Regions from separate parts of the Mus musculus genome. Here region 1 is linked to region 2. Evidence: chromatin contacts called from public HiChIP or PLAC-seq data. All regions are on one chromosome and are shown on one strand. The core of a region is the stretch at or near the end of the contact, and the rest is flanking DNA. Distances in the headings are between cores, read along the strand shown. Region 1 holds the start of Il17ra (interleukin 17 receptor A). Region 2 overlaps Kdm5a (lysine (K)-specific demethylase 5A).

Region 1 (5,359 bases), core at 895-3,394, 67 kb before region 2:
ACAAACAAGCAAAAAAGCCCAAAAAACCAAAAACCAAAATCTAAGTTAAAAATAAAAACTGTGACTGGGTCATGGTACTTGGGAGGCAGAGGCAGGTGGAGTTTGAGGCCAGCCTAGTCTAGAGTGAGATCCAGGACAGCCAGGGCCACACAGAGAAACCCTGTCTGGAAAACAAAACAAAAACAAACAAACAAAAACTCAAAATAAATAAATAAAAACTAAAACTAAACTAAAACTCAACTCAAAATAAATAAATAAAAACTAAAAAAACTAAGACCCCCAAGATTTATGGCAGGGACTGTAGCTGAGGGTCTGGGTGAACTTCCACAGACCTCACAGCCTAAAATTTTGGCTCAGCTCCCACCCATCTCTCTCTGCTGTTCCACAGATGCCCCCATCTTCCACTTGACCCTGCTTGTTTCAGGTACCGTTCCACCAGTGAGATTTTTGAACGCTTTAAGCGAAATGTTTCTGAGGCTCCTGGTTTGGAACAGAACTGCTCAAATGTCTTTTCAGTGAGAAACAGCCCAGCTGGGGGTCATTTTCTCCTCCCTGGATTCTGCACACACCGATTGTGCAAAGCACTCTTGCAAGACGTTCCTACATCCAAGACAACTTCATCCTGGACACTGCAGTCCCAGGAATCATCTTTCTCTACTTTCAGTTTACTTGTATCGTGAGGCCCTTGGCAAAGGACTAGCCAGACACAAACAGCAATCCTCTATGTTTTGACACTTTGGCCCTGTCTGAAGATGTCACTCTGACTTTCCCAGTACGGGGAGCACTATGACATTTCCCAGCAGCCCTCAGACTTTTTTAAAAAACACAGTTTTTCCAGTAAAAATAGTCACCCTCTCCCCACCCTCTTTTGGTAAATCTACAAAATTAGATAAGAACTATCCTTTTGTTTCATATCCTCCGACTCAGCGACTGGACACAGTTCCTGGGGTCAGCTGTGGAAGTGGAGGGGAAGGGGCTGGAAAAACCAGTGGAGGAAGAGAAGGCTTGAAGGGAGACAGGGAGGAAAGTTTATGCGTGGAACAGACACTAGGTTTTGCACAGGTTCGCTGTTTTTTTGTTATGCTTTGTTTTGACAGTAAGTAAGGTTCAACCGCCAGGGGTGTGTCAGTTTCCTAAGAGCGCAGCGGGGCGTGGGGGTGGGGTGGTCCTCCCTGGCAGTAACAAACTGGCAGACTTCCACACATGTTAACTCAATTTTGGCAGGCTCGGTTCTGGGACACACGTGGTGGTGAAAAAAAGATGGGATGGACGGCATCTTTCAACCCACATCCTGTTTGATTCCCCTGGGCACTGGGCTCGCCCGCACTACCCAACCTGTGGGGACCCCCGAGGCCAGGCTGGGGCACCTGAGCATGGGAGAGCTGGAGGATTGACTGCTCAGGAAGCAAGGAGTTAGGGGCCAGTCCAGATTATTTCAGCTCCTGCCAAGGTTAGGTCCATGTCCATCCCGAGCTGCCAGCCTCTGGTGCCTCCATCTTCCAATTCCGAGGCCCAGACGGAATTGTCACCCCGCCTCGCGCTACCAGTGACTCCGCCGCCCGCGTAGTTTCCCTAGAACTCCCCCTCACCGCGACTCCACTCCCGGAGTCGCTGCCAGCGCGCCTCCACGCTGCGCCCATGCCCGGGACCGTCCTCCGAGCCCCTAGGGCGGACTTTCAGCCTCCCCGGGCCCGCCAGAGCCTGGGCCGTCCGCCCCTTCGCACTCGCGACGGCTCTCAGCACCTTTGACAGCCCTCCGCACTCCCGACGGCCCTCCCGACGCCCGCCCCTCTGACACCTCTTCACCACCCTCCGCCGTCCTCTCCACCACCCCCGACGGCCCGGGCATCCCCGCTCCGCCCGGCTTCTCTCACCTCCTGCGCGCAGACCGGAGCCGGGAAGTCGAGGAGGCGCGGGGAGGCGCGGCCCGGGGCCAGAACGTTCAGCAGCAGAAGCAGCCATCCCAGCGCGGGCCCGGGGACGACCCGTGGCCAGCAGCGCCGAATCGCCATAGCCCTCGGCCCGGTCGCGGAGCGCTCGCAGCTGGCTCCGCGCGACAGCGAGGGCCCGCGATGGCTTTCCCGGCCGAGGACTGGCGCTCGTCGGCTTCACACGGCCTCCTCTGTCCCGCTTCCGGCTCCCCCGAGGGCGGGCCGCTCGGGGCGGGGCTTGGGTGGGGGCTGTCCTTCCTCTGGCCCCGCCTCCGCCTTGGCCCAGGTGTGCTCCTGGCCTCTTTGGCTCTCCTTGGATGTTGCTCAGCTAAGTAAGATAGGAGCCCAGGAACCCGTTTTAAGGAGCCGAGCCCCGCTGTCAACTTGCTGTGGAGCTATGACTGTCCTCGCCATCGTACCCTCCCGGTTTACACTGATCTGTTTCATCATTTTAGTCTAATTTCCGACTCGGGACTCCAAGGAGTTTGTTTGCTCAATCTCCCTTTCAGTTTTTATGGAGAAACAAGCCCATCGCATCGTCGTAATGCTTATTTCTCGTTTTTGTTTTTTTTGTTTTTTCTACAAAGTTCTAGTTTTTGATGGCCAGATCATGTAGCTTAAGTCTCATATAGCAAGTCCATGAAACTATATTTTTTCCCTTTCAGCGTTGAATCATACATTTGCACACTCAAAAACAAAACAAAACAAAACAAAACAAAAACCCAACAAAACAAAACAAAACCCTGGACAGTGAATTAGTCACCTCATGGCTGGACTAAAGCAAACACGGCATTCTGTAACAGAGATGTGTGTGTGTGGGGGGGGGGGGGTAGCATTGCTAAGTATGAAGGGTTAAAAGTGGATCAGAGGAGGGAAACGGAGACAGCCTGTGTAGACAGCCAGCTCTTTCAAGGAGCCTCACTGTGGCCTCGCCGAGTGCAGTTTGGCTGGGTAAGGTACACAGCATAGGAAGGTTTGAGGCCAGGCTGAGGGCAGAGGCGTGGAAGGATGGGGGACTGAGCAGTACAACGGACAGAGTCTCTGACAAGGCCTGGGGATGCCCTCTAGAACCCCCTGGAGAGAAAAAAAAAATTCAAAGAAGCCACTAGGAATTCAAATTTCTCCAAGACTAACACTTCTTGTAATGAAAATATGTGCTCATGGTTGCACCGCTGCTAAAAACTGCATTCTGGGTATCAACCGCAACATCTAAGAATGTGAGGCCACGATCTGACCACCTGGAGTAAGGCACAGGACCCCTTAACGTTGGGAATAAAACCAAGCGCGACTCTCACTGGATGCGCTTATGCGCTCAGTAAGACACGGCTGTACACCGTTTTGCAGAAGGAAACTTTTGTCTTACTGAAACCCTTTGGCTATTTTCTCAGACCCAACAAGGGGCTCTCTCTTTATTACCAAGGTTCTTGGGAGCTGATTCCCATCTCGGGAGGTGTAGTCGCCAGCGGCCACGGAGAACTGGGTTCCCGAAAGGAAAGCTGGGGTTGGATAGGAATGATGACTAGAGAAGAATGAGACCAAGACAAAGATTCTGATCAAGGCCCAATGTTTAATCCTTGAAATTTAAAGGGGGGGCCCCATCCCCCACTATGCCAGGATCTCGTGGGAAGCTGCAGAAGTGGCAGGACAATAGACTTTACCTAGGTCAGAAGACTCCACCCTAGGTGGGCTAGCCTACTGCAGCAAAACAAGGTCTAATTCAGCCCGCCCAAGGCTGTGGAGGGAGGGCACAGGGAGGTACACCCTGTTGTCTTGTGGGCTTGGATGAGGACCCACACTCTAATTTCTAGACTGACAGAAACCCCAAACCAGAAGTAAACCAGGACCGCAAAGCTCAAGTTAGCACCACGGCATGAAGCACCACGCGAAGCCCGGCAGGAGAACCGCACTATAGAACACTGCCTGCTTTGGTGGCTGCGACATCCCTGAGGTTGTGTGAGACAGGCTGGAAGCATGTGCAGACTCTCATCTGAGGTTCCTGTCTCCCAAGAGGGACCAGAGACAGGGGGAGTGATTTGGGCAGGCGCAGGAAACCTCCATGTAGCCCTAAGGAGCCCGCTCTGGAGGATCCCTTCATGTGGCATAAGGTGGTCAGCACAGACTCACTTCGGGAGTGACCTCGGCAGGAATTTTACACGGACCCCCACCAGCAGCCACGAAGGACCTCGGTGACGCTCTCTGGGATTTTCACAAAGGAAAGGGGAGGATGAAGCCTCTGATCCGGACATCACAGCGGCAAGCTAGGGATGGAAAGGCAGGTTTCTTTTTTTTTTTTTTTTTTTTAAACACTCTGAGAATAAGCTTTATTAACTACTTTTCCAGGAAACAGATTCAGTAAATACAGCACTTTAGGAACATACTTGTGCTGTTACACAAGTCTGTTAAGTTTTTATGTACTCTTCAATGATGCTGATCAGGAAAACCTCTCATTGGTGGAATTACTTCTCCGGTCTCCAGAATTGTATCACCTGGAAATATCCTGGGTTTCGAGCTAATAATGGCGTATGGTTTAGTAGCCATATGATATTTGCCAGGTTTCATTTTGTGGAAAGGAGAAGAATAAAATATCTGAGACCAGTAAGAATACAATTCTCAGGGCTGGAGAGATGGTTCAGCGGTAAAGGGCATTGACCACTCTTCTTCAGGACCTGGATTCAATAAAGCACCAATATAGTGGCCCACGACCATATATAACTTCAGTTCCAGGGGATCCAACATCCTCTTCTTTTCTTTCTTCCTTCCTTTCTTCCTTTCTCTCTCTCTCTCTCTCTCTCTCTCTCTCTCTCTCTCTCTTTCTTTCTTTCTTTTGTATTTTCGAGACAGGGTTTCTCTGTGTAGCCCTGGCTGTCCTGGAACTCACTCTGTAGACCAGGCTGGCCTCGAACTCAGAAATCCACCTGCCTCTGCCTCCCAAGTGCTGGGATTGAAGGCGTGCACCACCACTGCCCGGCCCAACAACCTTTTCTGACCTTCTAGTGCACCAGGCACACAAGTGGTGCACAGACATTCATACAGGGAAGACATATATACACATAAACTAAACTTAAAAAAATGTTTCCCAGCCGGCGTGGTGGTGCACTCCTTTAATCCCAGCACTTGGGAGGCAGAGGCAAGCGGATTTCTGAGTTCGAGGCCAGCCTGGTCTACAGAGTGAGTTCCAGGACAGCCAGGGCTATACAGAGAAACCCTGTCTCGAAAAACCAAAACAAAAAACAAAAAATTCCCTTATAATATTTATAACATAATGTATAATATAACATATGTTATAGACACTATATTACTTAATGTACAATATAATAAGTATTATATATTGTATATAATTCATTATATCAAGTCATATGTCATTTATCATAGATCATATACTAAATACTATATGCCATATACTATACATTATAATTATGTAATATATA
Region 2 (4,912 bases), core at 289-2,788:
AGCACATACTTATAAACCCAGAACCCGGGAGCCAGAAACAGAAGGATCACGAATTCAGTGCCAAACCCAGACAAATAAGCTCTGAGGGAATGTAGCTTAGTGGTAAAGTAAATTTATAAAGTGTACAAGGGGACCAGGCGTGGTGGCCCACGCCTTTAATCCCAGTAGTCAGGAGGCAGAGGCAGGCAGATTTCTGAGTTCGAGGCCAGCCTGGTCTACAAAGTGAGTTCCAGGACATGCAGGGCTACCCAGAGAAACCCTGTCTCGAAAAACCATAAAGTGTACAAGGCCTTGATTTCCAGCCTCAGCAGTTCAAATAAACAAACAAAAATAAAACAAAACAAAAAGTTTTAATGAGTGCCAAATGTATGTTGCAAACTTATACAGCAAATTCAAGGCCAGCTGCTACCTGAGAAATAGAAAAGGAAAAAACAAAAAACAACTCACTCTCAAAAGAAGAAAAAAACCCACCCACCAATATCTAAGCTAAGTGGTGATTCCATAGTACATTTTTTTTTCTTTTGGCTTTTTGAGGCAGGGTTTCGATGTATAGGCCTGGCTGGCCTGGAACTCACTTTGTAGACCAGGCTGGCCATGAAAAAATCTTTTTCTCATTAGCTTTGTTAACTTGGCACAGCCTAAACTCACCTGAGAGGAGTACATCAATTGAAAAATTTCCTAGATTAGACTGGCCTGCCAATGAAAGGGGACTATCTTGATTAATGTAGGCTGGCTAGTCTACGACCACCCCAGCTCCACCATGTGGAATGGCAAGATGGCCCTGCACTATACACTATACTAAAAAGACAGCTAAGCATCAGCCTGTCTTAGCCAGCAACAGGCATCTTCCAACGTTTCCACAGTATCTTTTAGCTTTGAATTCTTTGGCCAGAGATAACGAATGCTGTGTTTGGAACAGTCATGGGGGCTTCTCTTCAACTTCCTGCCTTGATTTCCCTCAATGATGAACTATGCATGATCTGGAACTGTAAGCTGAAATAAACATTCCTTAAGTGGTTTTATTACAGCAACAGAACAAAACTAGAACAGCTACCATTTTAAGAACTTGATTATTCTAGTTGAGTAGGAAGAATATAGAACAGTAGATTTGGGAATCACTGAGATAGTTCAGTGGGTACAGGCTCTTGCTACTGCTGGGGTTCAGGAATTGCCACTCAAACCACATTAACACTGATCTCAGCTAAGCAAAAATAATTTACTGAACACACACCTTAACTGAACATCCAGGACTGCAAAAAGGTCCAGAAAACCTAATGGTACTAGTCTGCCATAGGGCAGGCTTTTTTATATATAGGAAAAAACAGATTCAGGAGTTTAAAGGGGCAAGGAGCAGAGCAATTGGCTCATTGGGCAAAGTCTATCAGCCAACCTTTAAGCTGATTGGTCCTGAGTAAGCTAAGGGTGGGGATAGGCGGTGAGCAGGGAAATTTCAGAACAGTGAGATAACAGAGCATGAGTATTATAATCATAACTTTTTGACTTATTAGTAGCATTCTTCAGTGTCAGCGAGAAAAACCACAGTGAGCTCATACACAGGTTCAGAAAGGGCTGCCCGGGGAACATCTCTGACTCAAGCCATTTTAGACAGAACAGTTCATATTGACCTTTGACTTGATGGATCCTATGTAAAGGTTTGTGGAATTTCTTAAGATTAGCAAACCTCAATCAGAAAATACAGAACAAAACAGGGTATGTCCTTGAGCCAAGTCACTTCTCTGTGTCAATGACTGCCAGGCCTGTTACAGCAACAATATGAAATAGCTGACAGGCATAGAACCAAACGGCTACCGCTATTCTGGGGGAGTCAGACCATAACACTACCATGCCTGATGACCTGAATTCAATCTCCAGGATCCACATGGTATAATTAGAGGAAAGAATCCTACAAACTACAACACATGCATCATGGCAGAACAGGGCAAAGGCTGGGCACACAAACAAAACCACAAAAGAATCTAGGTCAATTTCTATCACTCACATGGCAGCTAACAACAAGCTATAATGCCTTTTTTAGGGATCCAGTGTCTCCTTTTCGCCCCTGAAGGAACCAGGAATACATATAGCACACACACATACATGCAAGCAAAACACTCATACACATAAAATAAACTGGAGAAATGGCTCATCCATTAAGAGCACTTACTGCCTGCACAAGACCCAGGTTTGATTCCACCCACATGGTGGTTCATAACCATCCTCATCTCTAGTTCTAAGGAATCAAAGCCCCCTTCTGACTGCCTCAGGTAACAGGCATGGACATGATGTACATATATACTTGCAGGCAAAACATTCATACACATTAAATAACTCTTAAAAAAAAAAAAACCCCAAACATTTGGAAATGATACTTCACACATTTAAGTAACGTGTGAAATCAAATACATATTTAATTTTGGTTTTTTGAGACAGAGTTTGAGTGAAGAAATCCACCTGCCCCTGCTTTTCTTTTCTTTTTTTTTTAATAAGATTTATTTATTATTGTAAATAAGTGTATTGTAGCTGTCTTCAGACGCACCAGAAGAGGGTGTCAGATCTCATTACAGATGGTTGTGAGCCACCATGTGGTTGCTGGGATTTGAACTCAAGACCTTTAGAAGAGCAGTCAGTGCTCTTACCTGCTGAGCCATCTCGTCAGCCCCCTGCCCCTGCTTTTCAAGTGCTGAGAATAATAAGGGCTTCTGCCACCACTGCCTGGTGAAATTGAATGTCTTAATAAAATCAAAGTACATATTAAAATCAAAAGTATATTTTAAATTGTGAAAATGACCACACAAAATATTTTGAAAAAATAATTCTTAAAGTCAAAAACAAGTTGGGCATGGCGGTATACACTTTAATGCCAGCACTTGGGAAGCAGAAGGAAATAGATCTCTATGTATTTAAATCCAGTCAGCTTGGTCCACACTTGGTGTGTGGTCCACAGAAGAGTTACCAAGTAATACTCTACTTTAAAAAAAAAAAAAAAAAAAAAAAGGCCGGGCAGTGGTGGTGCAGGACTTTAATACCAGCACTTGGGAGGCAGAGGCAGGTAGATTTCTGAGTTCAAGGCCAGCCTGATCTACAGAATGAGTTCCAGGACAGCCAGGGCTACACAGAGAAACCCTGTCTCGAAAAACAAACTAAAAACCAAACAACAAAAGTTTAAAAAGAAAATAAAATTAACAGTTTTTAGTGAAAAATAGGTTACTCAAATAGGTAGCTTTAAGACATAAAATATGACTCATACTTTAAGGATCCCTTCTTAATATTAAAGTTCTATTCAAAGTATAAACTCTAATTTGGCTATACTAGAAAATCTTTAAAAATGCCGAAGGAAGACACAAGAAGACTCACAGGCACACCATGCTCCATGAGCACATTTGGGTTCATGATGGTTACTAACTGATGTAGGAGATCAGGCTGGGATTCAAATAACTCAGGGGCCAGCTCCCTCATCACCTCCTCCAGTTGTTCTGCAGCATGAGATGGTACACCATACCATGTCTTTGGCTCGCCCCTAGCAAAAGAAATAACTGTTTAGCTAGGTAGAACATGGTACCAAATAAAGCCAGGGTCTTTCATTCAAATCCACTAAATTATAATTAACCATGCCGTATTCCTGGCCATAGGTTATATGCCCAGAAACTTGACATCCATCCCATCAATCAATGCTACTACTAATATGGTAAATAAGGCAAGGATATATGGACAGGTAAAATACACACTCATTGCCACTGGGCAAATAACCCAAAGTACATAAATAGGGGATCAGTAAAAGTAATTTTTGGAACAGAAAATAGATTACATGGAAACCATTGTTCAAAAGGATATGGACATAACTCTCTAGAACCTCAGAACAGGAGTCTTTTCTATTCTGATCAAATGGTTAAAGCAAAGAGTCAATGATCTCCAGGGTCCATATAAATAACTCCATTCAGTTCAATTTCGTCTCCATGGAAATAACCTAGTATTACAAACTACTCTAACTTTAAATATGGCTATCTTCAAAAAGATAAAACCAAAAATTAGGCATCATTAATCTATTATTATTAGAGCTCATTTAGAATACTCAGGAAATAGTACTGGTAGTTGGATGTAAACCTGGCACAAGCTAGTCATTTTTGAAGAGGGAAACTGGAAGATGTCCCCACCAGACTGATGAGTGGACAAGCTTGTGGTACATTTTCTTGATTTATGATTAATGTAGGAGGGCCCAACACACCATGGGTGGTCTAATCCTAGGCTGGAGGTATTAAGTGCTGTAAGAAAGCAGGCTGAACAAGCCATGAGGAGTAACCCAGTAATAAGTACTCTACTCCTCTATGAGTCAATTCCTACCTCGAGAATTCTGCCCTGACTTCTCTGGATGACTGATACAAGCTCTAAGATAAAATAAATCCTTTCCTCCCCAAGTTGCTTTTGATTATGGTGTTTTATCACAGTAATAAAACGGCTAAAATAGAAATGAATTTATTAGTCAAGCTATTTAAAAACTATTTGCATTTCCTAATTTTCATAATTCAGAAGACCACAGATGAAAGCTATTCCATTCCCTATAGGATTTACTGTAGCAATATTTGGGGCTAGATAGATGACTCAGCAGTTAATAGCGTTTGCTGCTCCTGTAAGATTACCCAGGTTCAGTTCCCATCACCTATATAAGGCATCTTACAACTGTCTATAACTCCAGTTTCAGGGAATCTAATGCCATCTTCTGGTCTTTAGAGGCACCTGTACTCATGTGTATACACACACACACACACACAAACACTTCACATACATACACATAAAATTTAATAAATCTTTTATTAAATTATAAAGTAATATTTTAAAAAGTATTATTTTGTTTGTGCTAGTAAATCAAATAGCTCCTAATCATATATAATCATAAAACACTTGAAATGCGACTACT

Evidence for each region. HiChIP or PLAC-seq counts read pairs in DNA pulled down with a chosen protein or histone mark.
Region 1: an H3K4me3 HiChIP or PLAC-seq map of intestinal villus epithelium shows a contact between it and region 2, with 7 read pairs. The contact joins the promoter of Il17ra here to the enhancer-like site in region 2. A contact is called at or near these places in 8 of 39 promoter capture datasets (the 3T3-L1 cell line, the C10 cell line, the HPC-7 cell line and 4 more), 2 of 484 Hi-C or Micro-C datasets (embryonic stem cells and muscle stem cells), 6 of 115 datasets of contacts at active chromatin or transcription factors (CD8 T cells, the HPC-7 cell line, bone marrow-derived macrophages and 3 more) and 3 of 9 other capture datasets (adipose tissue, liver and pancreatic islet).

The regions. Positions count from the first base shown.
Region 1 is chr6:120,459,982-120,465,340 of GRCm38.p6, reverse strand. It overlaps Il17ra (interleukin 17 receptor A), which reads right to left and starts at 2,144. Exons shown (of 13, transcript NM_008359.2): 1 at 1,875-2,144. The coding sequence starts at 2,012.
Region 2 is chr6:120,392,692-120,397,603 of GRCm38.p6, reverse strand. Kdm5a (lysine (K)-specific demethylase 5A) reads right to left here. Exons shown (of 28, transcript NM_145997.2): 12 at 3,355-3,517. Among named protein-coding and RNA genes, the nearest start is that of Gm24592, 14 kb to the right of the region's middle. Within about 2 kb of position 1,538, at least 11 of the 459 cell types and tissues checked have an H3K27ac peak or open chromatin away from gene starts, as enhancers often do. A contact at or near this core is called in intestinal villus epithelium, where this site is marked.